7 separate regions of the Mus musculus genome follow, and all the other regions are linked to region 1. Evidence: chromatin contacts called from public ChIA-PET, HiChIP or PLAC-seq and promoter capture Hi-C data. All regions are on one chromosome and are shown on one strand. The core of a region is the stretch at or near the end of the contact, and the rest is flanking DNA. Distances in the headings are between cores, read along the strand shown. Region 1 holds the start of Pigm (phosphatidylinositol glycan anchor biosynthesis, class M). Region 2 holds the start of Cadm3 (cell adhesion molecule 3). Region 3 holds the start of Arhgap30 (Rho GTPase activating protein 30). Region 4 holds the start of Usf1 (upstream transcription factor 1). Region 5 holds the start of Slamf1 (signaling lymphocytic activation molecule family member 1). Region 6 overlaps Slamf1 (signaling lymphocytic activation molecule family member 1). Region 7 has its middle 24 kb from the start of Cd84.

Region 1 (2,569 bases), core at 47-2,546:
ATCATTCAAATAACTCTTGACAGGCTCGACTTCTAAGATCAAGCCAGACAGTCTGTGTCAGTTACCATGTGCCTGCAACTGTAATGCAAGGAAGTACAAAGAAATACATACTTTCTACTCTCAAGAACCCTACAATTTAGTTATAAGGTTATTTGAATGGTAATGTGTTATCACAGTATATTATGGGCAATGCATAGTAAAAAACCAATAGAGGTAGTTATTAATCTACACCATGTAATTACATCAAAGCACAGACATACCAGACTATGACTAGAGGTTAATACGGCTCACTCAAAGGATAAATGTGAAGTGTAGGATGAGAGATGTCTAGGCCGAATGGAGCCACTTCTATGGTAATCTAGAAGACATTCCCTAGGGGCAGGCTCAGTTTGTAAGATCAAGGCAGTCTGCGTCAGTTACCATGCGTCTGAGACTGTAATACATTACAAGAAAGTACAAAGAAATAAAGAAATACTTTCTACTCTCACGAACAATTTACTTGAAACTGAAAACATTGTAAAATAAAGTATGAAGTTCTTGGCCCGGCGTGGTGGCGCACGCCTTTAATCCCACCACTTGGGAGGCAGAGGCAGGCGAATTTCTGAGTTCGAGGCCAGCCTGGTCTACAGAGTGAGTTCCAAGACAGCCAGGACTATACAGAGAAATCCTGTCTCGAAAAACCAGAAAAAAAAAAAAAAAAGAGTATGAAGTTTTAAAAAGTCAATTATAAGTGCAGTAAGAAATCAGGAAAAGAATGAAAGAGTTGGAGTCTTTGGCAAGAAACTAATAGTGGTAGGGTGAACGGAGTGGGTTGACGGCCGATTTTGACCTAGTTGAAGAGTTCTTGAAAAGAACGGAGTTGACAGTACTCCAGGGGAGACAATCTAGACGTATTTCGGTAGGAGGAACCTTCTTATCAGGGTAAAAAGACTATTTTATTTTAGGCTTATTCTTTCCATCTGTATTTCCCACTCTCAGTCCTCCAAGCCAGTTGGGCGGGATGTAAGTAGCAGCAGGTAGCAGCTCACTGTGTTCAGCGTCCTCCTCCGTAGATCTGAGCTGGGAACGCGGAAGCTCTGGTTACTAAAAACAAAGTTCACCCAGGTCCCAGGTCCACGACATCTCAGCCACTCCGGGATTTCCGGACAGCGGAAGCGTCGCCAATAAGGGACCGGAAATCCCGCCTTCGCCGGAGGAAGCTGCGGACGCTAGACAGCCAATCCCGAGGAAGGCAATCGTTCCGCGGAGACAGCTGAGAGCCCGCGCGGGGCTGGAGGCCGGAAGTACCGTGGGGGCGGGACTTGGGGTGCCGGAAGTGATCATTCCTCGGTTCTTCCTGTCGGTGCTGTAGCAGAGGAGATGCTCCCGGCGGCTGAGAGGCGTCAGCCCGAGGACGGTTAGCGAGAGGGGCGCAGTGTGGACCCGGGGCCGGGCCGGGCCGGGCGGGTGGCCCGCACTCGGACCATGAGCTACCCCATGCACTGGGGGGAATGGATCCTGAACTTTCGGGTGCCGCCCGCCGGGGTGTTCGGCGTGGCCTTCCTGGCCCGGGTCGCCCTGGTTTTCTACGGTGTCTTCCAGGACCGGACTCTGCTGGTGAGGTACACCGACATAGACTACCACGTGTTCACGGACGCCGCGCGCTTCGTCACGGAAGGGCGCTCCCCGTACCTGCGGGCGACCTACCGCTACACCCCGCTCCTGAGCTGGCTCCTCACCCCCAACGTCTACCTCAGCGAACTCTTCGGCAAGTTTCTCTTCATCAGCTGCGATCTCCTCACCGCCTTCCTCCTGTACCGCCTGCTGCTGCTCAAGGGGCTGGGGCGCCGCCAAGCCTGTGGCTACTGCGTCTTCTGGCTTCTCAACCCTTTGCCCATGGCGGTGTCCAGCCGGGGCAACGCGGACTCCATCGTCGCCTCCCTGGTTCTCTCGACCCTGTACTTCATAGAGAAACGGCTCATCGCGTGCGCCGCGGTGTTCTATGGCTTCGCGGTGCACATGAAGATGTACCCGGTGACCTACATCCTCCCCATAGCGCTCCATCTGCGGCCCGAGCGCGACGATGACGAGCGTCTCCGGCAAGCCCGGTTCTCTTTCCAGGCTCGTTTGTACGACTTCCTGAGGAGGCTGTGTAGCTGGGCAGTGCTGCTTTTCGTAGCAGTTGCAGGGCTCACGTTTGTTGCCCTGAGCTTCGGTTTTTACTATAAGTACGGTTGGGAGTTTTTGGAGCACACCTACTTTTATCACCTAACTAGGAGGGATATCCGCCATAATTTCTCTCCGTACTTCTATATGCTGTATTTGACTGCCGAGAGCAAGTGGAGTTTTACTCTGGGGATTGCGGCGTTCCTGCCACAGTTCATCTTGCTGTCAGCCGCATCTTTCGCCTACTACAGAGACCTTGTCTTCTGCTGTTTCCTTCATACGTCCATTTTTGTGACTTTTAACAAAGTCTGCACCTCTCAGTACTTTCTTTGGTATCTCTGCCTTCTGCCTCTGGTGATGCCACTGGTGAGGATGCCTTGGAAAAGAGCCGTAGTCCTCTTACTGTTCTGGTTCATAGGACAGG
Region 2 (2,569 bases), core at 31-2,530, 990 kb after region 1:
CACAGCGCTGACCTACATAGCTTGGCCTGGGGCGGGAGGGGCTCTTCCCCAAGTCCCCTCTCCCCTGGCCCCGCCTCCTTTCTTCATTCCCCCCCCCCCCACTCCCTTCCTTCACCTCTTTACCTTTACAAACCTAAGAAGGGTTGAGTTTTAGACTGGGGCAAAGAGGCTAGTCTGCTACCCCACCCTAAATTTGGAGAAATTAATGTTCAGCCCAGGAAAGCTTTGGTTTTCCCATAGATCCTTCTCCCCAAATATCTTGCTCTCTCCGTTTGCTGCCCCGCACCCAAGTATAGGTTTCCTTGCCCAGATTTTAGCACCACTAGGACTAGAGCCAAAGTGGGGCCCCCTCCGCCCTGTGTTGTTGTTTTGCTTCAAGGAGAAGCCCCCTCTCCTTTGCCCACGCCCCCCTCGACAGCCTCACCCAGGCCCCCTTGCCTGCCCACTCAGAGCTCCGCGGCGGGTGGGGGACGCGCGGGGGAGCAGAAATGTTTGCATACAGCAGTTTTGGGGATCGTTCTGGCCACCCAACCCCTACAGACATACATACAGAAACACCCAACACACGCCCTGACTGAAACAGCGACAAATCTCACTCCGCCCCCAACACACACTGACACAGACATACACACAGACTCTGACACAGAAACGCAGCCCCAGACACCAACATAGACGCGCACACCCAGACACACACGGACATCAACACATCCAGACCCCGGTTGCTCAAAATAGACAGCAACCCCCGAGATCCACATCCCTGCTGCACACGTAGACATACACAGTCGGTCGTGTACATAGGAGGTGCACACGCCGGCACACCCCACGGTCCTCAGAGACAGCGATGCTCAGAGACAGACACAAGGGTATTCCAAGAGGCTGGCGACTTGAACCCTCGCTTCCAAACAAAGCCAACAGGCTCCCTGCGCCCGGCTCCCCGTCTGAACCCCCACCTCGGGGCACTGGCCACCTCCCCTGGCGCCGCCCCCTCCCTCACTCACCGTCCTGGGAAAGATTGGCCCCGCCGGGCGCCCAGGAGCAGGCGAGGAGCAGGAGCAGGGGCAGGGCGGAAGGGGCCCCCATCGCGCTTCCTGGCCACCTCCCTGGCTGGGCGCTGGCGAGCCTAGATCTCCGGGGACTGGGGCCGGGGGTTCTGGGTAGCCGGCGTCGCTGTCCAAAGGGGCAACCCCGGAGCGGCTTCCAAGCCCGGGGCCGAGGCGGGTACCGGGAGGGAGCCGGCGCTGCTGCAGTCGCCGGGATTAAATAGGGCGCTCGGAGCAAACCATTCGGTTGGAGGTGGAGGGGTGGTGACGGGGGGCTGGGCTGGTGGCGGGGGGGCCTGGATGCCGCATTCCCTACTCCCCCTCGCCTCCCACACCCCCTCCGCGCTTTTGTGGTGCCTTCCATCTTCTCCCCCGGGAGCTCCTCCAGCATCACTCGGGTGTGGAGCAAAGGGAGGGAGCTGACTCAGAAGTGGGACCCCATGCGCACCCCTCTTATGCTTGGGGTGGAGAGAGGGGAGGTGGACAGGGCGGTGGGCCAGCTGGCGACAGAGTCCACTGCAGGCCTGGGCAAGGGCGTGCCCACTTGCCTGAGGTCCTCCGGCCCCGCCTTCTCCTTAGGCAACCGGGATCCCCAAAGCTAGGACACCCCTCTCCACTGTGACCAAGGATGCCTCCCCAGGGTACCTAATTACTCAAGGCATTCTCCTAAGCATAAACCTCCGTAGTTCTCTTACTCAAGACCCTCTTCTTAACTGTCCAGCAACAATTTGTGGTTCCAGGCAACATCCCTTGCAAAGCCGACCCCAGGAGGCCACCGAACCTAATCTCCTTCAAGCCTTCTTTAAAGACGTTATTCCAGACACTAAACAAGGAAGTATCCTGTAAAGTTACTTGGTATTTTCCTCCTCCGTGCTCTGTCTTAGACCCTCTTTCCTGAAACTAGCCTCTCAATATCCTTTCTGCTCGGTCTTTCAGGGGCTCTTCTCAACTTTTAGCTAGTAAGAACCCAGGGTGAAAGCCAGACTCACAGACCCTCTTACAGACCAAGAAGCAGTGAGTAATGCAGCTCTTGTTCCCTGAGGCTATAGAGGAGATGGATGAGAAAGACTGTGTTTGCAACTTGCTCACATTCAAAAAGTCCCGAGTCCCTAGTGTTTGCTGTTCTTCTAGGTTATCTCTGAAAGAGTTTTGGTGTGTTTAAAAAAAAGGATCTTTCTGGGTTCGTTTGGTCGAAATTTAGCTTTGGAGAATACATTTCTAAATTTTAGAAATCAGGGAATTTTAGGTATGCCAAGAATTCTTAGAGTATACCTGATCTAACCCAAAGGAAGTTAGCAGATCTAATCCAGGTTTTACATTCACTTAGAAATAAAAGATCCAGCATTAGGAATGGTAAAGAAAAGTACATAGTGCTTTATTCTACAAGTGGGATGTGGGTGGTTCTAGTAACATCTCCAGTCCATTTTCTGTGCTGCTTTCCTCTGCTAGTATTTAATGTTTGGGTAATCTTTCCTTCCTTATGTCAAGGCTTCTTAACTCTTTATGGTGATGTAGCCAATGTCTCTGTC
Region 3 (2,569 bases), core at 26-2,525, 990 kb before region 1:
AGGATGCCTTCACCCACAGAGGTTCTGGGGAGGGGGCTGACAGCTGGAGGAGTCTGGAACCTGGGGTATGAGGTCTGAACACTGGATAAGAGACTAGGGATGGGGGGGCTTGGCTCCCATGGCCCCTCGAATCTTGTCCTCGCTGTGTCTACAGTGGTTTGTACCTTCACGGCGTTGGGACTTGTTGTCAAGGACTCCTGGTTCAGTTGTGTTGAGGGCAGAGGGTAGGTCGCGGGGAAGGTGGAAGTTCAGGTGAAGAGAAAGGGGTGTTGTGGGTGAGGGTGAGAACAGGCCCTTCCCCAGGGGTTTCTGAGTCATTAATCCGGGGCTCTCTGGCACTTTGTATGTGTGGAGCCTGGGGTAAGATGTTTGTTTTTCTTTAGCCTGCCCAAACTTACGCAGTCAGAATACTGGGATTTAGTATCCAACCCTTGTGTGGCCTGAAATCTGCTGGTCTAAAGGAGAAACTCTCATTTCATTCCCAAGCAGCCCAGGACTTATGGACCCCAAGGATCTGGGGTCTTAGTATGTATATTTCATGTAAATATATGTATATTTGTACATAAAATGATATTCTGTTTTTAAATAAACAGATAAAACCTTTTTTTGTCTGATTCCTGTCTTGCCCCTTGAACTGGGTAAGTCACAAGTGCTATGGACTGAGTCTCTATGTGATTCCCTCCCAGGGAAAGGGCCCAGATACAGCTAAGAAAGGAGCAAGTGGCTTTCAAAAGACATTGTAACCATTTCTGAGAGCCCTCAGGTAGGGCCGTGTGGACATAACCTCCTTTTGGGGAAGCCAGTGCCTTAGTTTCTAAAGTGGTTCTAATCTGACTGTACTGGAAACTTCCAGCAGCTGTGTGGGGTGGTCAGCCGTGTACCCTTTGACAGACAAAGAAACTGAAACTCAAAGTCACCTGGTCTGTGTCCTCATTTTCAAATGTACAGCGACTGGAGGCTCAGTGAAGTAATGTGACCTGACCAAGATGGCAGGGTCATCAAAGAATCCCCCACCCTGGGTATGTTCTTCGTGGTCCTTTCCTGCCGTGCTCACAGGCAAAGCCTCGGGTCTCTGTCCCACCTAGAGATTTCGGTCTCTAGAAATGGCAGCCACCTGCTCACACCCCAGGCACCCTTACTCCACCCCGAGATTCTGACATCACCTTCTGCTGTGACCAATGAATGGAGTCCCAGCAATGATGAGGATGTGAATGCCAGCTACCTCCCCCACCCGAGGCCTGTGGTTGCAAAGATGCTCTAACAGGAAGCGGGTTTGAGGAGCTGCACAGCTTCCTGCTCCCCCTCGAGCTGCACAGGACGAGAAGGGCTAGCGCTCAGCTTGGCCACGAGACACAGCTTCATGCCAGGGTTCTGGTAGCTTCCTCTTCCATATCTACTTCCGTGTGGCCCCAGGGGCCCCCCAGAGGCAAGCGCTGCTGTCCCTTGCCCAGGCCACCCTCCACCTCCAGTTTGGAGCCCTGCCCCCCCTGGGGCTGGGCCAAGCCCAACTACTGACTGGGATTCCATGGGGGACTGGTAGGTCAAAGGTCTTGGGGGACAGAGATCCCGGGGGGCCCTGGTCATGAAGTCTCGGCAGAAAGGAAAGAAGAAGGGCAGCTCTAAGGAACGGGTGTTTGGGTGTGACCTACGTGAGCATCTACAGCACTCGGGCCAGGAAGGTAAGGAGGTCAATTGGAACGGGGCAGCTGGGTGGCTGGATTGCCATGCAGACGCCAACCTTGTCTTCTCCGTTGGGCAGAATGAGCTCTTAGGGAACGGGCAGTGGCCCAGGATCACCACACCTGAGATCTAGGCAAAGGCAAGACAGGAAATGTGGCTCAGAGAAGAAGATGGAGAGGTGCCCTTCTGCGGTAGTTAGGGACCGGGTAGCTGAGAACTCGAGGATGGGAATGCCGAGGGAATGTGTCCCGGGGTGGGGTGGGGGATGAGATTTGGAAAATCTGGAGAGGTGGATGAATCAGATGAGAGAATGGAGACTGGGGACAGGGTGGAGGGAATGGAGGTCGGATGCCAGAAGAATGGCTGAAGGGATAGTTGGTGGAACACTAAGTGGAGATACAGGTAAGAAAGGGCCCAGCGAGTCTGAGGATAGAACTTGCGGAGGGGAGAGGAAGGCATTCTAACTGGAGAACAGCACCAAGGGACAAGGACCTAGCCCTTCTGCACCTTTGCTGGGCCACAGGAGTGGGGGCAGCAGGGAGGAGTGACACTCTTCTTTAAATTGCTTGCAAAGAAGAAACCCGTTGATGGTAGACTGCACCGGGAATGCGGGAAAAGTGAACCAGACTGCTTCAGCCCTGGTTTGAAGTGGGGAGTGGAAACTACAATAAAGAGGGGTGTGCACCCAGTCTGGAGCTCCCTCTGCAGTGGGCCTGGGAGCTCATCACTGTGTAGGACATGCAGTCACCACTCAGAACCAGGCCTTAATTTGTTCTGAAATTGATCAGTGCCGACCCGACTACACTGCCCAGCTTGTTTTCAGCACGCAGAGCAACTTAACAAAAAAAGGGGGCACAATTCTGCCCCCCTCCACTCCACCCCACCCCAA
Region 4 (2,569 bases), core at 43-2,542, 970 kb before region 1:
ATTTGATGCCTTCTACGGGTGAGTCTGAAGAGAGCAATGGTGTACTCATTCATATACATAAAATAAATAAAGAAAGAAAAGAAAAAGGAAAAGAAAAGTAGAGGGAATGTCACTCAATTTGGCTCTAGCACTGTCTCTGCACAGGCTGGGGCTACAGGCCACCATTTAGCAATGGTGGGTATTTGATAATAAAAGCTGAATTTTTTTTTTAACATTTAAACAGTGTATGTACTTTGTCTTATTAAAGTTTTGGGTGAATGGTATCACATTCCAAAGTTGCCAAAATGTATATATCTTGTTTTTTCTTATTTAGATATTCTTCCTCAGTTGTCATGGGAAACTGTAGCTAGAAAGTAGAACTGGGTTCATGGTGGTCAAGAAATGAGGAAGAGAAACCTGTATTTACATAATGTTCATCTAATGCCAGGAATTGGGCCAGATTTGTGTGCATAAAAACTTTGCTCTTGAATTTATTTAATCCACTTGATGTGAAGTTGGTATTGGTATTTCCGTTTTACAAAGAAATTGAGCTGTAGTTAAGTAAAAATGCCCATCAAAAACCTCAGAGTTAAGAAGTGTTAGTTTCTAGGTGTGGTGGCTGTCTTTAATCCTAGCACTTGGGAGTGGAGAGATCTATGTGTATTCGAGTCCAGCATAGTTTATGTAGGACTACATAGAAATACCCTATCGCAAAAAAAAAAAAAAAAAAAAAAAAGTGTCAGTTCAGAGTCTGAATGGCTTCAGAATCTGAATTCTAGCTATTGCTATTATACTTCACTATTCCAAAATCACTCTGGGTACACCCAGAATGAAGAAAATGGTAATCAAACTCGTCCCCACACGTATTTAAGAGCCTGAGGAAAAGCTATGAGGTCTTTGGAGTATTGCTGACGTTAATACAAAGGTATATACCCAGATCCACGTACACTCAGAAATGTCCCAAAGTCCACTTGGAACCCCCTCAAAGTGATGCCCTGATCCAAGATGGCGTCCCACATTGCCCTTATGAAAGATGGCGCCTAAGATTGCCGTTCCACCCTCTACTTCCTTTTACTGGAAGTAAAAGGGCTCCGCCTACCACAAGGATGGAAGTACAATTTAGTCGGGTTTTTTTTTTCCTGGTTCTTACTGAAAACAAAGGCCTCTAGCGAGGTCCCCAAGGATACCGTCTGTTTCCCTTCAGAGCCTGCGACCACTCACGTACCCACATCCGCTCTAGCGGGCATCAGATTTGAAGCGAGCGGAAGTGTGGCAGCTCGGGGGGCCGTCCGTCGGCTGGGCGGGTCGAGGGCACACTTCCGCCCCTCACCAACATGGCCGCAGGCTGGGACTGCGCATGAGCAGCTGTCTATGGAGAGACCTAGATCCAAAGACGGAGAAGGCTGCCGGGGGAAATCGGCGACTGAAGCGGCCTGGCCCGGTGAGTGCGTCGGAGCCGGCCGGAGTCCGGACGCCGGTGGATCGGCATGGCGGGGCACCTTTGCTTTGGCTGGCGTTTCCCAGGCCAGGCCACGCCTGGGCACGGAGCCTTTGTTTTGGGGGAGGGGGCCGTGCCCGGCTCTTTCTCTCCTGCTTTGTGGGCCGAGCTCGCTCCCCGCCCCGGTGTGCACACGTCCCAGCCGCCTGCGGTGGGTATCCAGCTTCGAGCCGCAGGCCCGGGAAGGTCCCCGGCGTCCTTTCCCCGTCTCTCCTCCGCGGAGCAGCTGGGGCGCAGGCGAGCTGGGCTGGGACCGGCGGGGTCACCGCGCGGGCTGCGGGGCTCGCGCCTGCCGGGTACTCAGGTCCCCAAGCGCCTACTACTAGTCGGTGGGCCTGCAGGGAGACGCGTCGTTCTCGGGCAAGGTCCGGGCGCTTGAAGTCTTTGGGAACTTGATCTGGTTTTTGTGTGTGGGTGGTGGTGGGGGGTGTTTTGTTTTTTAAATTTCTGCCTTTGCGTCTGTGCTTGGTGAGGACGTTTGCTGGGCTCTCCTTTTGAGCATGCAAAACCACAAAATCCTAGGCTGATTTCCGTATCACGTATTATTAATGCTCAGGATGCTTCCGGATATACAACCAAGGTTTGAGTAAGGAGCCTACCGCCGTTTCTGGGTAGCCTCAGAAGTTGCGCTGACAGCTGTTGGCTATACGGTTGTCTCGTGCGCCTTGCAGTCTCTTTCATAGCCTCCTCCTGCAGGCCGTGCCAGGAGCTTCAGGAGGAGCTCTTCCTCCTGTTTGAGGATGGAGACCCCCTAGGTGGTCCGTACATCCGGACGCTGCCTCCCTTTGCAGCCTTACTTTCTACGGACAGTTTCACTTTCAGTTCCCTTTTGTTATTGTTGTTAACGTTCTTCTTTGCACACGGTCTTTCCGAGGCGCATTATCCGCTAAACTAAGGTTTTTCTTTGATTAGAAAGGTTTGGAAGATCTTGCGGGTAGAGTGTTTAAAAAAAATCTTGTCCTTTCTTGTTGAGATTATTTTATTGCTTTGTCCTATGCAGCTGTTTCTTTCTGGTGGCATCTGTCTGTACAGTTCTTTGTTTTTTCCCGTTCTCTGGCTGGTTGTCAAAAGTCCTAAGGCAGGAACATTGTA
Region 5 (2,569 bases), core at 27-2,526, 610 kb before region 1:
CTCAAAAAAAGAAAATACAATAAAACCATCAGACAAACAAACAAAGGAAAAGGGAAAAGGAAGGAAGGAAGGAAGGAAGGAAGGAAGGAAGGAAGGAAGGGAGGGAGGGAGGGAGGGAGGGAGGGAGGGAGGGAGGGAGGGAGGGAGGGAGGGAGGAAGGAAGGAAACTCCAATTTATATCATTTTTCAATTTCTATGATATTAACCCCTTATGTGGAGTTAATTCCTAGCTACCACAGTGAGGACACATCTGGGAACACACCATGCCCAATACATCATTATGAAGTTGGATACAGGAGGCAGGAGAAGAGAAAACAAAGAGAACTACAGACCAGTTTTCCTCTAACTCCAGCTCTTTCTACCCCATGACCTTTGGGGTCAAGAGTAGATTATCTGTGAATATGACAATGGATTCTAAAAGCATTAGCCTGGGGACTAGTAAGATAGCTTGGTGGATAAGGATACTTGCTGCATAGGCCTGGCAACGTGAGTTTAATTACTTGATCCCACATGATGGAAGAAAAAAGCTGATTCCTAGGGGTTGTTCTTTGACTTTCACACACACACACACACAGCCTCACCTTTCAAAGTCTCCTTTTGAGCTCCTATTCTAGTGTTCTGTTCATGGAAGTTCTTTCTTCCATCCTTTCTCCATAGCAAACCTTACAAACAACTTCTAAATTGAAGGCAACAGAGAGCTAACTTGATTCTGCCCCACTGTGCCTGTCAGGAAAATGGGCTGTTGGTCAGAGATGTCTACGCCTGTCTACTCTATCAGTTTGTGACTATAGCTCAAAGTATCACTTGCACAGGTATTCAATGAGATTATGTAACGAATCATAAGTAACAGTCCTGTCATCTCATGCCAAGTAAGTTACAAATAGAAGTTGAGCTCTGGATTCCCTAATTTGTAGGTGGTCTACTCAATGTCCGTTTTTTTCTTAGGATCCAAGAAGAGTTTACCAGACAGATCTGCTCAAAGAACTTGTGACACCCATTTCCTGGAAACAGCTTAGAAAAAAAGAGGGGTGGGGGGGGAATCACACTTCTTCCCCAAGCCAGGGTTTGACTGATGTGACATTACAGCCCCTTTCCCAACTCCCATGGGTCTGAACACCTGACTTTGGCTTCTCAAGAACAATGAAGTGATAAAGTGATTTAAGCCTGATCATAAATGAGCAATCCTGGAGGCTCAAGTAGAAAAAAAAAAAAAAACCCGGTTGAGACAGGAAGCTGGTTCAGGAACTTGTCAGCAGAGGCAGCACTTCGACGATCAGAGCTTCTTCCTTGGGGGTAACAGTAAGCAGCTGTCCTGCCGAGCTGAGCTGAGCTGAGCTCACAGCTGGGGACCCTGTCTGCGATTGCTGGCTAATGGATCCCAAAGGATCCCTTTCCTGGAGAATACTTCTGTTTCTCTCCCTGGCTTTTGAGTTGAGCTACGGAACAGGTGAGTGTCCATTTGTTTAAAGGGTTTGAGTCTTGTGTTTAGCAGTTTGGAATCAGCAGAGCCCCATGGATGGAGAAGCCAAGGGCTGGGGAGTGCTGTTCAGTTGCCTCTTCTTTAAGGAGAGTGCCTCTGGGTTTCCACTGTGTCTTTCAAAGAGGAAGAAACCTGTTGAGTTCCCTGAGCCTTGGGCTACAAGGATTTGTCCCATCTACACTAGTTTCTATGGAAACCAGAAGCTAAAGGCACCTGCTATGTCCATAGTCAGCTTCCTGGACTCAGGCTAAAATTCTGAGTAGCTGGTTTATGTGGCTACCCTTCTGGCAAAGACCCAGGCTAGGGACCAAAGCTCTGGGACACTTGACCTATACTTCTGCTGAGGAAAACGACTCTCACATGTACATCATTGGCAGACAAAGAACACCGGTCCAGTGAAAAGCAAGGGTGATAGGAGCAACAGGTAGAAGTGGGAAACCTCAGACCTTAGGCTCACACCAGACAGTGGCTGCGGTGTGGTCATGCTTTCTTATAAGAGATGACTCCAAAGCACCAAGAAGAGGAAACGTTGGGATTTTGGAGCCCAGGGTTGCTTACAGAATGGGGAAAGTGCAATCAGGAAACTTCAAGGCTCTGCAGTGGGCTCAAGTGATGGCAAAGGGTTAAAGGAGCAGGACTTCTCTCCCATCCCTCTGGTTCTTCTCTTTTCCAAGGCAAGCTGTTGTTTTCTACTTAGTGGGTGGGAACTGTAAGGAAAGGTATTGGAGAGCAACCGTGCTAAGCAGTGCATACTGGGCTAACCATGGAATGAATGGTCAACTCCATTGTAGAGTTTAATTAGATTGTGGGAGACAGCCTGGCAGAGATGGCTTTAGGAAGCGGATCGGGGAAATCCTGAGAGCCAGAGCATTTTGGTCGTGGGGGATTCATGACTGTAAATCCATTATGGACTTTTCTAAGAAAAACCCTGAAATGTGCCAGGGATTGGGGGTGGGGGGCTGTACCTAGAATCTTTTATTCAAGTCTCAGATGAGGAGACCCTTGTCTAGCTCCACTTTGAGATAATCAAACTGAGCATCTTTGGAGGTAGAGCTAAGCCCTTCTTGTTGCATACCATTTGAACCCACC
Region 6 (2,569 bases), core at 31-2,530, 590 kb before region 1:
AGATCACACACTGCCTTCCTCATTTTATGTGTTATATGAAGCCAACTCTCTGCTTATCCTTGGTTGTTCATTCATTCATTTATTTGTTTTCAAGGCGGGGGTGGGATGGGTCTTGCGCCACAGCCCTTGAACTTTCAGCCCTCCTATTCGAGCCTTCTGAGTGGCGGGACTGGAGGCATAAGCTGCCAGACCTAGCTTTTCTCCTTTTCTTGAGCAAGACTGTTGCCGTTGGTGTTTGGAAGGGTTAAAACATGGTTTACTTGAGGAAGAGAACTGTCACTGCATTGAGATGCCTTGTGACTAGCTATATGCAGAGCCTAGGAAGAAAAGAACTCTTTCAAGCCCAGAAGAACGCTTCTAGTAGCTTTTGGGCTGGAGCTTTTACCAGATTTCTGTCTATATTTTCATCAGTTCTCCAAATATCCAAATCATGCTTGTAATACACTTAGTTCTTCCTTTCAATTTCTGAATGGGTCCCTCAAAGATTCAACAACCAGGAAGTTTATATTTATATATATTTAGACTTCTGTGAAGGGCGTTTTTAAACCCCCATTTCCTTCACAATCAATTCTATACAGTGCCCCTACATATTAGTGTTAATGCCTGACACGGCATTTGTCTCGCTAGTACCACTGGAGATTAGTGCCATTACTTAGAAAGCTGGTACTTTGAGTGGGCTCACTGCCTGTTCTGAATCTAGGAGTCTCTCTAACTCCCAGGAAGCCTGTCTTGAATATTTGGTCATGTTTCCTCTCCTATTGCCAGCTCTAGCTCTTGACTTTCTTCATGATGTTTCCTTGCTTATAAAATGGAAATAATTCAAGTATTCACCCCTTACAATTGTTCTGATTAAATACATTACAAGATTTGCTATCAAAATCATGTGACTGTAAGTACTTACAGGTGCCCAATTTTATGTTAGTGAGCCATATATCTTGTTGAGACAAAGGCTGGTTTTACAAAGTGGTATACTTGGTTCAAAAGGATTAAGCACAGTGGCTGAAGTAGAGAGAAAGCTACAAAATTTGGCTATGTGATTTCAAACCTCAGTTAGCTTTGCTAATTTAGAATAGGGTAACAATTGCCAGGAAACATTACATGTGTTTCTTTTGGTTTGGGTCTGGTAGGTTCAACATAGTTATTTGCATTGAGAGGCAATAATAGCACTATTGTATTGATTTTTTTTTAAGAAGAAAAGCATATTTCCTCCCCCTCCCTCCGCCCCAGTTGTCTCATGGGAGTAGTTTGGGGCATAGGGACAAGTGCACGGGACCATCATATCCCTTTTACCAAAAATGGGCACATAATACATTAGAGATTTTAAAATGGAGGAGCAGGACAAGAGATTGGCTTAGGAGAGACACCAATATGCTATTTTTAGACAAGGAAAAAGAAAGCATTTTATTTAAAAACATCTTTGTGAAATTAGAAATGGGAGAGACAGGGCTAATAAGTAAAATGATGGTAAGGAGGTAGACATGGAAATCTTAATGCTTTAAAGCCATCTCTAAAGCCATGCAAACAAGCATCTCCCCAGGGAGACAGATACTGAAACAGAGGCTCCCCTCTTTTCCGGGTGGGGTGAGGCTCACTCCCTTCACTTCTGGGTGGAGTATTTTTAAACCCACAGTGCATTTGCTATTGACCTTTAACTGGTTTTTTTGTTTGTTTCTTTGTTTTTCAGAATCGAGTCCATGGATGCAATATACTCTTGTACCACTGGGGGTCGTTATAATCTTCATCCTGGTTTTCACGGCAATAATAATGATGAAAAGACAAGGTAGGCTGTCTTGTAAGAAGGGTCTTCTTACTGGGCTCAACAGTGGTAGGTGGAATAGATTTTATGCAAGCACAGACTCTTGTATACAGACAATAAGATCTTGTATGCTGTCACTCTATTCACAGGCTCAATCTTACTACTTTAGCTTTCTGGCTGGGAGCCCTGTGAAAAAGAATAAGATCCTCTTGAGATCTTGTCCAGTTCAGTGCAATTCTAGTCTCTTGAGATCCTGTACCAGCTTAAAGGAGTCGGTAGAGGAAAGAGCCACAAGTGTCTAATGTAGAAGACATTGTGCAGATAATTTAAACTCAGCACTGAAGTTTGACTTGTGCAGAAGGCTAAAGGAATCAAAACAGGAGGTACAGCACACTGAGATTTACCAGGGAACAGGATTCAGAGGACTCTTAGATCCAGCCATGAAACGTGTCCCCGGGTAGGCTAAAAGCAGCAAGACTGTGATTCTAAGTTTAAGCACTTTGTATTTCTTCCCAGTTATCCTGTGATTCACTATCTCAAGGCCATATGCCCCCTCAGCCTTACTGACTACCACCCATCTTGATCAGAGCATCCTGACTCAGAGGCCCTGGTTGGCCTTCCTTCAATAGAAGGCAGAACATGATGCTCTTCCCTTCTCGTTGCCGAGCAGATGGCTCATGTCATTCTGAAGCCCGTAAATGTCATCCACATACAGTCTTCTTAGAAAAGCCCTTACCTCAGCACCTTGATGTTGGTTTTGCTTATATAAGATGTCGATTGCAGCATAGCCACTTACCTCTATCTCATTTCCTC
Region 7 (2,569 bases), core at 19-2,518, 560 kb before region 1:
CAAGACAGAAAGAAGGAAGGAAAAGACAGAAGAGATGGAAAGAGAAAATGAAAGAGAAAAGAAAGACAGACAGGAGGAAGAAGAGAAATAAGAATGAAGGAAGGAAGGAAGGAAGGAAGGAAGAAGAGAGAAAGAAAGAAAGAAAGAAAGAAAGAAAGAAAGAAAGAAAGAAAGAAAGAAAGAAAGAAAGAAAGAAAGAAAGATGGAAAGAGAAAAACAAAGAGAGATGGAAGGAAGGCAGAAGAGAAAGAAGGAATGAATGAAGGGAGAAGGAAAAGAAGGAAGGAAGGAAGAAAGAAAGAAAGAAAGAAAGAAAGAAAGAAAGAAAGAAAGAAAGAAGGAAGAAAGAAAGAAAAAGAAGATGGATAGAGAAAAAGAAAGACAGACAAAAGAAAGGAAGAGGAAAAAGAAAGAAAGAAAGAAAGAAAGAAAGAAAGAAAGAAAGAAAGAAAGAAAGAAAGAAAGAAAGAAAGATGGAAAGAGAAAAACAAAGAGAGATGGAAGGAAGGCAGAAGAGAAAGAAGGAATGAATGAAGGGAGAAGGAAAAGAAGGAAGGAAGGAAGGAAGGAAGAAAGAGAAAGAAGATGGAAAGAGAAAAAGACAGACAGAAGAAAGGAAGAGGAGAAAGAAAGAAAAGAAAGAAAGAAAGAAAGAAAGAAAGAAAGAAAGAAAGAAAGAAACAAAGAAACAAAGAAAGAAACAAAGAAAGAAAGAAAGAAAGAAAGGAGGAAAGAGAAAAAGAAAGAAAGATGGAAGGAAGGAAGGAAGGAAGGAAGGAAGGAAGGAAGGAAGGAAGGAAGAAGAGAAAGAAGGAATGAATGACGGGAGAAAGGAAAAAAGAAAGGAAGAAGAAAAAAGAAAGAAAAACAGAAAGAAGGAAAGAAGATCAATGTTCTAAATAAAAACAAGCTCCACACATTGTCTATATGAGAATAGTGGGACAACGGCATCTAAAACCCCCCATGGCGTCCCCATTATCTCTCCTACATCTGAAGGATGTAGATTTAGTCATGTACTTGCTGAAACTGTAACTAGGTTCATCTTAGCTCAAGACACTTAACAGGCAGGGGAGGGGTAGCTGCCCTACCCCCCGCAGATAAGAAGGCCTAATATGGGTTGGTGACAGGATCTAAGCATAGTTAACTGAGGTAAGTCAATTCACTGAAGAATTCTAGCTGTGCTCACTTTACAGATAGTTTCTAATGTCATGCTATGGCTTGTCGTAATGGGTTGTTCTGCTCATTTAACAGCATCCCTGTGTTCTACCACTAGGTGTCAGTATCACATCCTCTATTCTCCCTCTGTATGCGTGAAGAAACCGTTCACTGCCTAAGGTGTGAGGCCCAGAATCTGAATCCCAGCAGTGGAGCTACACTGAGAACAGGCAGTAAAATAGTCACGTGGCACTTAACAATGAAAATAATTTCTTAGAAGTGTGTAATTGGACGATTTCACTGTTTTTCAACAACCTTAAAATATGTTTCACAAGCCTAAATGGTATAGTTGACTACATGTCTATGGTGTGTGTGTGTGTGTGTGTGTGTGTGTGTGTGTGTGTGTGTGTGTAGCTTATTGCTCCTCAGCCCATACTGAACAAAATAGATTAGATCAAACACAAGAGAAAAGCTATACACTCAAGAAACACAACACAAATTGATGAGTGGCTGTTGCTATGCTCTGTGCACTGCCTGACTGTTGATAGCAAAACTGCTTAACAAGTGAAAGGCAGAAATGCTAAAACACCAACCAAGAATTATAGTAGAGTAAGCACATTAACTAGTATCACACTTGTTATCAACTATAATGTGCTCTGCATGCATGCATCCCCGGATTGTCTCGGACCTGCCAGCAACCTAAGTAATGACACAGAGACCTTTTATTAATTATGAAAGCTTGGCCTTAGCTTAAGCTTGTTCCCAAGTAGCTCTTACACTTAAATTGGCCCATTTATATTAATCTACGTTCCGCCTTGAGGCTCGTTACTTCCTGAGTACTTGGTTCTTCCTCTACATCTGGCTGGAGAATATTCCACATCTGACTTCCAGAGTTCCTATCTCTCTGCCCGGAAGCCCCACCTATCCTTTCCTGCCTTGATATAGGCTGTCAGCTCTTTATTAAACCAATCAGAAGTTATTGAAGGGAATGTTTACAAAGTATTTTTTTGCACCCAAGAGAAAAACAATACTAAACTCTGGACTGTAATCATGCTGGTACAGAAATCAACATTTGAATAATATAAAGGCAACCTTTATGCAGTGCACAAAAAGATTACTCCAGCATGTATATGTTCTATAGGACTTACAGTGTGGTGGGTTTGAGTGCACCAGGATCATTGCAAATGTGTGAATAATGTACTGTGCAAGGGTCCTCCTGCAGTCTTATGGGGCCACTGTTGTATCTGCAGTAACTTGACCAAAACCTTGTTATGAAATACGTAAGTTAGTTATTACAAGAAGGTCACTACAGTGTTTTCTGGGACGCACTAGAAAATAAAAGCAGAAGTTGATAACGTTCCCACAAAGACCATAGCTGCAATGTGCAGTCACGTCAATGCTAGGAAGTGTGGGG

What was found. Promoter capture Hi-C pulls out the DNA fragments that hold promoters and counts their contacts. ChIA-PET counts read pairs in DNA pulled down with a chosen protein or histone mark. HiChIP or PLAC-seq counts read pairs in DNA pulled down with a chosen protein or histone mark.
Region 2: a contact with region 1 is called in a promoter capture Hi-C map of second pharyngeal arch cranial neural crest. The contact joins the promoter of Cadm3 here to the promoter of Pigm in region 1. A contact is called at or near these places in 12 of 39 promoter capture datasets (the C10 cell line, cranial neural crest, embryonic stem cells and 8 more), 15 of 115 datasets of contacts at active chromatin or transcription factors (VIP interneurons, bone marrow-derived macrophages, embryonic basal ganglia and 8 more) and 1 of 9 other capture datasets (embryonic stem cells).
Region 3: a contact with region 1 is called in an RNA polymerase II ChIA-PET map of memory CD8 T cells, with 11 read pairs. The contact joins the promoter of Arhgap30 here to the promoter of Pigm in region 1. A contact is called at or near these places in 3 of 39 promoter capture datasets (hippocampal neurons and liver), 1 of 115 datasets of contacts at active chromatin or transcription factors (memory CD8 T cells) and 1 of 9 other capture datasets (liver).
Region 4: a contact with region 1 is called in a promoter capture Hi-C map of liver, with 4 times the contacts expected there. The contact joins the promoter of Usf1 here to the promoter of Pigm in region 1. A contact is called at or near these places in 4 of 39 promoter capture datasets (hippocampal neurons, liver and pre-B cells), 1 of 484 Hi-C or Micro-C datasets (rod photoreceptor) and 2 of 115 datasets of contacts at active chromatin or transcription factors (cardiomyocytes and pro-B cells).
Region 5: a contact with region 1 is called in an RNA polymerase II ChIA-PET map of memory CD8 T cells, with 21 read pairs. The contact joins the promoter of Slamf1 here to the promoter of Pigm in region 1. A contact is called at or near these places in 3 of 39 promoter capture datasets (the C10 cell line, HPC-7-derived erythroid cells and liver) and 2 of 115 datasets of contacts at active chromatin or transcription factors (large pre-B cells and memory CD8 T cells).
Region 6: an H3K4me3 HiChIP or PLAC-seq map of pro-B cells shows a contact between it and region 1, with 2.7 times the contacts expected there. The contact joins the enhancer-like site here to the promoter of Pigm in region 1. A contact is called at or near these places in 4 of 39 promoter capture datasets (the C10 cell line, HPC-7-derived erythroid cells, hippocampal neurons and 1 more) and 3 of 115 datasets of contacts at active chromatin or transcription factors (T-cell acute lymphoblastic leukemia, large pre-B cells and pro-B cells).
Region 7: an H3K4me3 HiChIP or PLAC-seq map of bone marrow-derived macrophages shows a contact between it and region 1, with 2.7 times the contacts expected there. The contact joins the enhancer-like site here to the promoter of Pigm in region 1. A contact is called at or near these places in 8 of 39 promoter capture datasets (the C10 cell line, the HPC-7 cell line, HPC-7-derived erythroid cells and 4 more), 6 of 484 Hi-C or Micro-C datasets (the Ba/F3 cell line, adipose-derived mesenchymal stem cells, cerebellar granule neurons and 3 more) and 5 of 115 datasets of contacts at active chromatin or transcription factors (bone marrow-derived macrophages, differentiating embryonic stem cells, embryonic stem cells and 2 more).

The regions. Positions count from the first base shown.
Region 1 is chr1:172,375,235-172,377,803 of GRCm38.p6, forward strand. It overlaps Pigm (phosphatidylinositol glycan anchor biosynthesis, class M), which reads left to right and starts at 1,297. Exons shown (of 1, transcript NM_026234.4): 1 at 1,297-2,569. The coding sequence starts at 1,465.
Region 2 is chr1:173,366,415-173,368,983 of GRCm38.p6, forward strand. Cadm3 (cell adhesion molecule 3) reads right to left here and starts at 1,281. Exons shown (of 9, transcript NM_053199.3): 1 at 999-1,281. The coding sequence starts at 1,080. It also overlaps a transcript of Aim2 not described here.
Region 3 is chr1:171,387,685-171,390,253 of GRCm38.p6, forward strand. It overlaps Arhgap30 (Rho GTPase activating protein 30), which reads left to right and starts at 1,276. Exons shown (of 12, transcript NM_001005508.2): 1 at 1,276-1,679. The coding sequence starts at 1,583. It overlaps Nectin4 (nectin cell adhesion molecule 4), which reads left to right. Exons shown (of 9, transcript NM_027893.3): 9 at 1-603.
Region 4 is chr1:171,410,021-171,412,589 of GRCm38.p6, forward strand. Usf1 (upstream transcription factor 1) reads left to right here and starts at 1,293. Exons shown (of 10, transcript NM_001305676.1): 1 at 1,293-1,420. Arhgap30 (Rho GTPase activating protein 30) reads left to right here. Exons shown (of 12, transcript NM_001005508.2): 12 at 1-220.
Region 5 is chr1:171,765,856-171,768,424 of GRCm38.p6, forward strand. Slamf1 (signaling lymphocytic activation molecule family member 1) reads left to right here and starts at 1,277. Exons shown (of 7, transcript NM_013730.4): 1 at 1,277-1,447. The coding sequence starts at 1,372.
Region 6 is chr1:171,786,256-171,788,824 of GRCm38.p6, forward strand. Slamf1 (signaling lymphocytic activation molecule family member 1) reads left to right here. Exons shown (of 7, transcript NM_013730.4): 4 at 1,685-1,780. Among named protein-coding and RNA genes, the nearest start is that of Slamf1, 20 kb to the left of the region's middle. Within about 2 kb of position 1,281, at least 44 of the 459 cell types and tissues checked have an H3K27ac peak or open chromatin away from gene starts, as enhancers often do. A contact at or near this core is called in hippocampal neurons and pro-B cells, where this site is marked.
Region 7 is chr1:171,814,698-171,817,266 of GRCm38.p6, forward strand. No RefSeq gene overlaps it. Among named protein-coding and RNA genes, the nearest start is that of Cd84, 24 kb to the right of the region's middle. Within about 2 kb of position 1,269, at least 10 of the 459 cell types and tissues checked have an H3K27ac peak or open chromatin away from gene starts, as enhancers often do. A contact at or near this core is called in the Ba/F3 cell line, the HPC-7 cell line and bone marrow-derived macrophages, where this site is marked.